2 separate regions of the Rattus norvegicus genome follow, and region 2 is linked to region 1. The links are chromatin contacts, called in public Hi-C maps. All regions are on one chromosome and are shown on one strand. Each heading gives the region's core, a stretch centred on a gene start, on an enhancer-like site or on the middle of the called end of the contact. The rest is flanking DNA. Distances are from core to core; before and after follow the strand shown. Region 1 holds the start of Rb1cc1 (RB1-inducible coiled-coil 1). Region 2 overlaps LOC102549737 (a long non-coding RNA gene).

Evidence for each region. A called contact is a pair of places that touch in the nucleus more often than the background predicts.
Region 2: a Hi-C map of the A7r5 cell line shows a contact between it and region 1, with 2.4 times the contacts expected there. The contact joins the enhancer-like site here to the promoter of Rb1cc1 in region 1. A contact is called at or near these places in 2 of 12 Hi-C or Micro-C datasets (the A7r5 cell line and hepatocytes).

The regions. Positions count from the first base shown.
Region 1 is chr5:18,010,017-18,015,447 of GRCr8, forward strand. Rb1cc1 (RB1-inducible coiled-coil 1) reads right to left here and starts at 2,418. Exons shown (of 24, transcript NM_001107901.1): 1 at 2,115-2,418.
Region 2 is chr5:18,045,884-18,051,336 of GRCr8, forward strand. All of the region lies in intron 1 of LOC102549737 (a long non-coding RNA gene), which reads left to right. Among named protein-coding and RNA genes, the nearest start is that of Rb1cc1, 36 kb to the left of the region's middle. Within about 2 kb of position 3,843, at least 4 of the 93 cell types and tissues checked have an H3K27ac peak or open chromatin away from gene starts, as enhancers often do. A contact at or near this core is called in the A7r5 cell line, where this site is marked.

The DNA of each region.
Region 1 (5,431 bases), core at 1,168-3,667:
GGTTGCCTAAACACATACGAAATGTGTGTTTCTCTAGCTTACTGTTATACACAAGTAAACTAGATAGGACCAATCCATATGTGAGGGATAGATTCTGGTCCAGCTGTTCCCCAGACCTGCTGAATCTACGGACACTCAACTCTGTGTTTTACACATGCAGCCACAATTTTACTTTTTTTTTTTTTAAACTACTGTGTCATAAAACTTGAATGTCTCCAGAATGTCTCTTCCTACTACTACCCCTCACTTCAGGCATTAGTCTTCAGGAACCTTTTTCATGGAATATGCCTCCAATCACAGCCTTCCATAGTTCCTATTTCTCCTCATCCCTCAAAAAGGATCCTTTTGTTTCTTAAAGTCTCTTGGGTCTTGACTCAAGACAGTAAGACACCTTACCCAAAGTTTCAAACCCACCCTCCAATACAGACAGACATTTCTTAACCTTTCTGGCTTGCTTAAATATCCACTTATGTTCTCACTTTTCTTCTGAATAATAGAGCCTTGAGTTTGTCTGCTGCTTAATACTTACCAACACATCACTAATGAATACTTGCCAAAACTTAGCAAAACTCTGAGATGTGTCAGGTATGACAGGTCTTAACAAAAGGGGGTCAGGAGCTGAAGGCCAACCTGAGCTACACAAGGTGCACCTCTAAACAAAGCTCTCTTAATCAGGTAGTCTTGGAAACACTTTTTTCTCAGGTCTAAGAGTGAATCAGGAATAACGCTTTACAGAGCATGCAGAAAGCTCTAGGATTTATTCCTAGCAGTACATACTAACAAGGCAAGAAACAAAAACATACAATCGTGGAGAAATCATTTCTTTTATCTTATGTCTTTTGGTTTTTATGGATTTATGTGTAAACTCAATCTGCTGTGCATTCTAACCCTGATGTCTGTCATAAAGAGCCAAAACAAAAAACACTAACCAATTACATTAATAGATTTATCAATGTAAATGCTACGTTACGTGCCTGACACACCCATGGCATAAGTATGTAAATACCATTTTTGTTGTTTTTTCCTTTTTTCAAGACATATTCTCACTATGTTTCCCAAGACTACCTTAACTTACTGTGTAATGCAAATAGCCTAAAGCCATCTTTCTGTCTCAGTCTCCTGGAATGCTGAGATGAATAGAGCAGCTATGTTCTAGCCCTAGGCTAACGTTTAAAACAGAGATAAACACTAAAAAAAAGACAAAAACCTAATTGGAAAGTGATATTTGTGCCATATTTTGTAATAAAATATTTCTCGCATAGCAGCAGTCCACTTATCCAGTAATCCCAAAACACAAAAAACAAAAACAACAACAAAAAAACCCCACCTACTGAAATACAGTAACATGAGCACACACAAGCCGGTGCATTTTTAGGCTGCTTCTAAACTGCTAGCTGTGCAAACCCTCAGATAAGTAAGTCTCATCAGTTATTTACAGAAAATGGTTAGCAAAATGGAAGTTTTTAACGCTCATAATAGACGTGTCAACATCCCCACCCAACTGAATGTCTTGCAGAGACTTTATCAATAAGTGAGTGCACGAGTGTTCTGTAGCATCAGGCCTATACCAACCAGTTCATGGAATGATCACACTTTAAAGACTCATGACGGAAAGGACAGGATTACGAAACCATAAGCAGTCACCACAGGACATCCACCACTCTAGAGAAAGTATAGACACCACGTTCGGAAGCTGTCATTTGTACCAAGTTTTGGAACCCGCATAAACCCCCTACTCCAAATCCATTCGTGGGGCGAGCGAGGCTGAGTCATTCCAAGGAGTAACTTTACACCGATGCTTGCACTCCGGGGTCGGGACAAAGACATCACCTCTAGGTTCCTCCCCTCTGGGCACTCCGGCCCTGGCCCAAACCCTCTCCGGTTTCCCAGGCCGGACACTCCAGTGCGCCAGCCTTGGAGACGGAGGCCGCAATTCAGGCCTCCGGTGAGCACCAGCGCCCTGCGGCTCCCGCGATCCTGTCAGCAGCCAGCCGGCCTCACGGTCCCCGTAGGGCTGGCGCCGTGACCCTCGGAACCGGCGCCGACGGACGCTCGGGCGATCCCGTCAGGTGCTGAGAAGCCCGCCGCCAGATGGGAACAGGGAAGGCACTTACCCGGCAGCGCCTCCTCCGCCCGCGGCAGCAACACAGCCGGCGGACCCCCGCACCATCTTCTGCCGCCGCCCTGGCCTCGGCGGCGGCTACCAACCGCCCCTGTGGCGCCGCCAACCGACACAACCGTCGGCGCCCGGCCGCCGAGCACCCGGCTAAGCCCGGAGGTCCGGCGGGATGGGAGTAGGGCGCAGCCGCTGCTCCGGCCCCTCGGCTCCGCGCGGGTACTCGAGTCCGCGGGCCGAGGCACTGGGAGCTTGGCAGGGTTGGGTCGCGGCCGCCGTGGGGTTTGTTATTGTCGACTCGGCCTTTCCGCCGCAGAGCACGCCGGGAAACAGCCTGCCGGGGGAGGGGAGACCCAGGCGTCTGCGCAGATCCGGAAGTCACTGGGCCTCCCGGACGGGCGCGGCTCGGCCGGCGAGCGAAGTCTCTGGCTAGTGACATGTCTGTCCTTCCCTGACCCTGGAAGGTATTTCGGTGCTTGCCGTGGACGGCCTCAAGGTGAGCGTGACCTTCTGGCCCGGGCAGACCGACCCCGCCAAACCTGGAGCAGTCCCAGCAGGGGAGCGGGAGGCTGAAGAGTGAGCACCAGTACAGCTCTGGGGCCCTCGTCGGCCGCCCGGAGGTCAGCCGACTGTCACCTGGGCCACCGGTACCGCTACTGCCTGGTTGGCAGGCAACTCCGAAAGTATGCCAGGCATCTTTGCAAGGGTGGGGCAGCACAAAGTCAGACCAGGTAAGTAAAGACCACGTCCAAAAGAGAAGAACCGAAGCAAAGTGTACTGGACTTTAATCGGCACGACCGTACAATACGGAATTCGATATGGGTCAACAACATCAAGATTAGATAAGAGAATGTCAGCTTGGGAGAATGTTGCATTTGTATTCAGGCTCAGGCAAGGACTTGAAGCTACAAAACTTGAGTATTAAAATTTGATGAGCAGATGTTACATGCAGACTAATCAATTATGTGACATAAACAGGTACTAAATTACTATTTCCAGGAATATCTGAAAGAGGTAAAAGTTTAGGAATGGTCTCTCTAAGCCAACCATGAGTGGTTCCTAGCAATATGAGACATGAGGAGTATTAAACTAATAGAGATCTGCAGCTCTTTATTGTGAAATACACTAGGAAACATTTGCTGAGTTTCAGAGTTGTTTGGAGAGGAGCTCTTGTTTATCTCACTTTGTTTTTAACTCTGCACTTCTGCTATATCCCCGGAAAAAAATGTTGTCTTCATGGTTTTTGACCACACTCATACATATTGAGTATTTTTTCCAAACTGGAATTTTAGTACATTACACCAGCAAAAGGGGGGGGGGGCTCAATTATTGTGCACCAGGAAAGTAGTGAATTGGCAAGACTAAAACAAGAAAAACTGTTGCTATATTAGCACATGTAAGCTATGCCTATCTCAGTCTAGCTAGAAACTTCGAAAAACAAAGCTGGCCCGGAGGTGCAGCCCATACCTTTAATCCCTTCACTCAGAGGGGGAGGCCTGGTCTACAGAGTGAGCTCCAGGACTGCCAAGGCTACACAGAAAAAGGAAAAATCAGGGCTAGTGAGATGACCCAGAGGTCATCTCCTGACTACCAAAACTAACCACCTCAGTTTCATCCTAGGACTGACATCGTAGACGAGAACCATACTTGAAGTTCATACACACTAAAAGAGCACTAAAGAGCTTCGTTTCCTCACAGTTAATCAGTGGCATTGATCAGGAGAGATACACTCCAGTTTCAAATGTTAAAGCACCACATATCTCATGATGTCCCTGACTTCTTTGGGAAACTGTTACAACAAATGTCTGTTACTTTATACTCCGATGTAAATGTTCAAAATCTATATGCATCTCAAACTATTCACTAAGACTAAAGTGAAAATGTGATATGAGTTCTGCTAAATAAACTTGAGTACACAGAAGATAAATGTTACTGATCATGCATGTCCATGAGTTTTCTGTCACAAGCTATTTTCCCCCCTTCTCTATAATCATCGAGAACAAACTCCTCCTGCATCACCACGTGAAGCGTCATAATCCACTTTGATGTTTGGCTTCTGGGCTTTTCTCAATGAAACTACAGACAGATGTAAGGACCTTAGAATTGTCTTTCATAGAGAGTGCTGAAATATTTAAACTTACTGATGCATGGGCCATTCTTCATTCCCCTTCCTGGGTTATCTCTTTCCTGTTGCTTATAATCCCCCATCCATTTTACTGGATTCTTTTCCCGATTATCAACTAGAATACACTGGGTGATGCAAAGATTAGGTTCTTTGTAAGATAAGAAAAGTTCTCATTCTTGGCCTCCACTAAACTTTTTTAAAGTTAGTATCTGTCAGTGTTTCAGTGAACTTTAAGGGAAGGAGAATAAGTAAAGGTGCATCCTACCAAGAACAGAGCTGACTCCATTCCTCCACATGGCGTGTGCACACACATAAAATCAATAATTGAATTGATAAATATAATTTTTAAAGTCATTTTTTCTTTCAGAAGTGTGGAGGGATTATGCAATCTACCTGAGTACTTCAAATCATTTGAAATTTTAAATCTTTTTCTCAATTTTAATCTGTCTCCTAGTCTTTACTTGACACATCTGTAACTCTTGATCTTTTAAATGTCTAACATGCTGATTGTAAGCTCCCCTTTAAATTTTAACCCTGCTGCCTGACTAATGATATCCATTTAGTACTAACTTTTGCACCTTGTTACTTGCAACTTGCTCAAGACCCGTGCTTCTGGCTGGCCTCGTATTACCCTTCATTATTTTTCTATCAAAAACCATACAATTATGTCTCTCTCCCTCCTAAGGATTTTTCAGTGGTTTTGTTTTATAGATGGATAAAATTTGTACATACCACAACAAATCTTGTCTGAATTGGGATTAGGTACCAACTCATCTCACACTATACTTGATTAAATTCTCCTCTTCCTATAAATCTTTAAATTGGATGAATTTTTTAAAGTTATAGGATTCTGAAGAAATTGACACAATTATAGGTCATTTACAGAACTCAATAAACTGTAAATATTAAATATCACTAAAAACTAAATTTTAATATTTAAGGCCAAGTAAGTTTCTATGAAATATTCTTGCCGTCGGATGTCTCAAAGGCCACAAGTAGTAATACAGGGGCCACTCAAACAGAACTGCACGGATCGCTGAGCACTTGGGAAGCAGAGGAAGATTAGGATCCTTAGCTACACAGACATTTAAAGACAAGACTATGGTATACCTGTTACACGTTGTAAAACAAACTGCAACAAGTTCCTATGGCGTCTCTTAACAAAAATTCCTTAAGGATACTGGGAAACA
Region 2 (5,453 bases), core at 2,593-5,092, 37 kb after region 1:
CCATATTTCCTCCTGTATTTTTGTTCCTCCTTCTAAGAAGTTCCAAAGTATCCACACTTTGGTCTTCTTTCTTCTTGAGCTTCATGTGGTTTGTGAATTGAATCTTGAAATACCAACAGTCTTATCAGCAGTGGGGAACTGAAGACTCATGATATAAGGTTCTTTCTATCTGGGTTCAAGCTGGTCCATTTTGAACTGGTGGATTAACTCAGCATCACTGAGCTGGAAGTCAGGTGAACAGTACCCAACAGGCTGAGCAGTCTGGACCTGAGGAAAGATCTTATCCAAAGTTAATTATAATCCTCTTAAGGATTCAGAGAATGGAATTGGGCAATGTGACAACAGTTTTCTGTGGACCTGAGGGACTATGGAGGTGGTTGCCCATAGATTATCTCATATGTACTGAATTTTTTTCATTTTAGGGCACAGCAAGCCCTCAGGAGGGCATAAGGCAAGAGGTCAACTTGTATAAAGAATATATTTAGTTTATTTTTTATAGCTCTATTCACCCTTTTTACCTTTCCTGAGCTTTGAGGATGATACATACAATGTAAGTTCTAATTTATGTTAAGAGCAGTGGTTCTCAACCTTCCTGATTATGCAGCCTTTTAATATGGTTCCTCACATTGTGGTGAACCCAACCATAAAATTATTTCCATTGCTACTTCATAAGTTTGCTGTTATGAATCATAATGTAAATATCTATGTTTCCCAATGATCTCAGATGACCCCTGTGAAAAGATCATCTGACCCCTGTAGATTGAGAACTACTAACCTAGAGTAATATCCTTGGTAACCTGATCTACATAGTTATTGCCTTATGTCTGTGGTCTATTTTCTTTTCATGCCGTGGCCTATGTATATTATTAGCCAGTTTGGTGGGTAGCCAGATGCTCTCCAAAGGTGTATAATATCCTGGTTATTTTGTATTTTTTTCTGATATTAAATAGCTTCTTTGTTTGTATATCTGTCCATGAACATGAGCTGTAGCAAAGCATATTGACTATCTATAGAAAAGTTTATTTTCTTTCTTTCAGCCCATTTTAGTGTCTGAGACAAGGAACTATTTCCACTCCTTGGGCACAGATGTGTCACTGGGTAGGGCCATACCCAGTGATTTCTTATTGGTCTGTAAAACTACCATTGCCCCTGCACACTTGATTCCTACTTTGGTAAAATTGCTGCCATCAGTGTAGAATGAGATAACAAATCTTTTTAAGTTCCTACTTCATTTTAGAGATCCTGACTAAGTTTGAATTCAGGTAAATTAACAAGCTAGTACCTAGTTTCTAAGGCTAGTACATTAGTTTCTAAGTTATCCTCCGACAAAACCCGAGCCTAACTCCAGTCTCTAGGCTAATCCTCAACAAGACCAGTGTCTCCAGGTTATTATTCCAACAAACCTGCACCCCCAGGTTATAAGCCCACCTCCTAACAACTACCAAGTGCAGAGGGTGGCAGAAATTAAGTTTATGATATGAATCCCAGAACCAGTCAAGGCCACAGTCATTCTCCAATTAGATGCTTGCGCCCATACTCACTGCTTGCTGCTTAATATAAAGTCTTCCCTCAATAGACGTTTTGGTCTCCCCCACGACCAAAACTGTCCTGCGTGATGGTGGTGCATTGAGCAGGCACAGGCTAGCTCAAATTGAATAAAGATCCTGTTGTGAGTTGCATCAGATTGGTTCCTGTGTGTGTTTTGTGGGCTCTCTAAACTTCTTTGGCATTACAGAGATCTGCATCTCTGTCAATAAAAGAGATATCTATCAGGTATGGTTGAGCACCTTGGATGACATCCAATGTTTCAAGGCAGTTATGGACAGTTTCCTCATGGGTGTCATCTGGCAGCAGGGTGGCAGGGTTGATGGTCAAAGATTTGTTAAAAGCCAATCTGTCTTTGTCTAAATGGAAAGCTTGGTATTGAGTCAAACAGTCCATTGACATCTACCAGTTAACTGCATCCCTGACCAGGAACTCTGCTGCATGTGGGGCCATTATAGTTAGAGTTTGTTCCAATATAAGTTGTTTGATTCTTTCACAGGATTATGGTAGCCACTATGATCCACTGGCAGGGTGGTTATCCTAAGGTCATTGGATCCAGGCTTTTTGAAATATAGGATGTCTAGCCTTTTCCAGGGACCCATGGCTTGAGTCTGGACTCCTTTGGTAATGCCCTTCCTTTCATGATGGAAGGGCTTGGTAACATCGGGGAGAGGTCTAATATAGGGTCTGCACAAGAGTCTCCTTTAAGTCCTTAAAAGCCTATGCATGCTTCTCCATTCATTCCAAGGAGGTGTTGCCTCTCACAGAGGCTGAATATAGAGGTCGGGCAATCTTAGCAAGCCAGAGTATCCAGCGACAGCAATATTCAATGGCCTCCAAGATTTCCCTAATTTTCATCTTTGTGTTTGGGGCAGGGTTTATTATAGCCTCTATTCAGGTCTTTGACAACAGTCTTTTTCCTTCTTTTAATTCATACCCCATATAGGTAGCCTGTGGAGTGTAAATCTGAGCTTTCATTTTGGAGGCCTGGGAGCCTAATTGATCTAGAGTTCTAAAGAGACCTTGAGTAGCCCTAAATAAGCCTCTTTATTCACATAGTGGAGTAAGGTATCCTTTGGATACTCACTGAGAAACAGTTTGAGTCCTGGTTAAGAGCCTCATCAAAGATTCCCTGAGATAATTGTGTCTGAGTCAGTTATCCCAACATTCATGAGGCCAAAGATGTCACCATGAGGAGTTGGGGGTGGGGAGTGAGAAAGAGTGTGCACACAGAGAGAGAAGAGAAGGAGAGCAAGGAGACTAAAATGTCTGGATTGGGTAGGGAAGAGCCTCTTGGGAAAGGGCAGCCCAATCCCTGATCTGGAAAGCTCAGGGTTGGGGCCATGGTATGCCAGAAAGGAATTAAGGGATGCTAGGAGAACCTGAGGTCAGGCTTGCATTTATATGTAAAATATACACCTCAGTCCTTGTCCAGGGATGCAACCAAACTATTCCAAGTTTATGGTCCACTCATTAAATGCAAAGATGGGCTGACTTAATTCTGACAGAGGAATGGATAAAAATGCATCTTTTAAATCAAGCACAGTATAGACCTCATGTTCAGATGGTCACATTCTGAGCAAACTGAAGGGATTGGAAACAGTTGGGTGGTAAGTTTCTTTCTTTTCATAAGTAGGTTTCTTTTATTTTACATGTGTGAATGTTATGCCTGTTCGTGTGTGTGTGTGTGTGTGTGTGTGTGTGTGTGTGTGTGTGTATGTGTGTGTGTGTGTATGCATCATGTGTATTTTGAAGAGCAGAGCAGAGGAAATATATCCCCTGGGATTGGAATTAGACCTGATACATGGAGTTGTGAACTACCATGTGGGTGCTGAGGTTTGAACCTGTGTCCTCTGAAAGAGCAACCAGTGTTCTTAGTCATTAAGCCATCTTCGCAGCCCCAGGTGAAAAGTTTGCATCGCCCTGTTAATATCCCTTAATTTTTCTACCAGTATATACTCTTGGGTTCCTGGTTTTTGAACTGGTAATAAAGAGTGGTCCACGATGACTGGCATTGATTGACTATTCCTGCCTCAACCAAGTATCTGATGTGGGTCCTTATCCCTTCCCTGGCCTTGGAGTTTATAGGGTACTGTTTAACCTTGTGCCCTAGAAATCAGTTGTACTATTATCAGGGACACATGTTTGGCCAGGGCAGGAGGATTATCTTCAGCCCAGACAGTAAGAACATCTTTTATCAAAATCTCCTTTAGTTCCTTGTCTGGATCTAGGGTTGGGCCTTGGAGGAGGATATATTCCTTTCTTAAGGGGAAGGTGACAGTCAGGGCTGTGACTAAATTCCCTATTTGTATCTTAGGCTTCTCGCCTGAACCTTAAAACAAATTGCATGGAACTTACTCAGATCTCTCCCCAGCAAAGGAAACAGACATTCAGGAATAACAAGAGAATGAGTCACAGTTCCCAAATCCATAGTCGGTTTTGTAGTCAAATTGTTGTTTTAAATTTCTTCTGTCACCCCTTGCACTTCCATTGTTCTTTTTGTTAAGCGGTCTCAAGGGTTTCAGTAACACCATATATGCTGCTCCTCCATCTACAAGGAGTTTGCAGGTAAGCAACTGTGGTTACCATAGTTTACCAGGGGCCTAAACGGAAGGAGCCATGGCCTCTTTTCTTCCAGAGTCCGGACTGGTTTTGGTTAAGGAAGGCTCATCTGTTGTTGGAAGTGCCACGAGCATGTGGTGCCGATTCATTTTCTTTATTGAAAACCTTCGCTGTCTCTATTGTCAAACACTCCTTGGATTATTTCTAATAATTTTGACCTATTCTTCCTTACAAACTCACCCATCTTTTGTATTTTTTTTTCCATACATCTGAGGCTGACTGGGTTACAAAGGCCAGGTTAAGTGTTTTTCAGATTTGCTGAGTCCTCCAGATCTATAGTAGTATATAGCCAATATGCCTCCTGAAAGCACTCAGGAAACACCGAAGGTGTTTCTGAGTTCTTCTGAGCGCTCTTTTATAACCTATTTTAGAAGGATTAGGTTTGTAATCCTGAGGCCCTCCAGTAGAGCCTGGTGACTTTCACTGGAAGACTTTCTGTCCCATAGTCCTAACCTAACTCTATCCTTCTGGACAGAGCCTTGTCAATTGCTTCCATTCTGAGATCATTGTCAAGAGTGTATAATTTGAGCAGTATCTTGGCTGCTTCTGCTAGGATTCTCTCTCTTTCTTTTTATAGTGAGTGAGAAGAATTTGTTGGCAGTAATTTCAGGTGGTTTTCCAATGGTAAAGATCTGTTACACTAAATGGATCATACAGGTATAATCCTTTCCGGGCCCAGCAGAGGGGAAGGATAGGGCCTACAGTCCTTCTGCTTCTGCTTTGGGCCTAGAAATGGAAACAGAAGCTGCAGGTCGGCAGGGCAGGGTACTGCATTGGGGGTTTCATCTGCTTCAGAAGTAAGAGTGGAAACAGTAGCCACCCCTCCTCTTGCCCACCATTTTCCTTCAAGAAGTAGTAGGCCTCCAAGAGATAACAATACAAGGCAAAAATCCTCAGACACTGCAGGCTGAACAGAACAATCTAATAGGAAGAAATGAGTCTTGAGAACAGGCAGAAGTGTCAAACACTCCAGATCCCACTGTTGGAAATCTTACAAATACACTACTCTAACAGCCATAACATATACATAGAGGACCTGGTGTAGACCCATGCAGACTAGAGCTTGTCACTTCAGTCTATGAGTCCATGTGAACCCTGCTTAGCTGAATGGTGGGTCATGTTCTCCTAGTGTTTTCCATCCCATCTAACTCCTACAGTCTTTCCTCCCCTCTTCCATAGGGTTTCCTGAGTTCTGAGTGGGGGACCCAGTAATATAGGCTTTTTCTCATAATGTGTGGCTGTGGGTCTCTGTACCTGCTTCCCTTTGCTGCCAGAGGAAGCCTCTT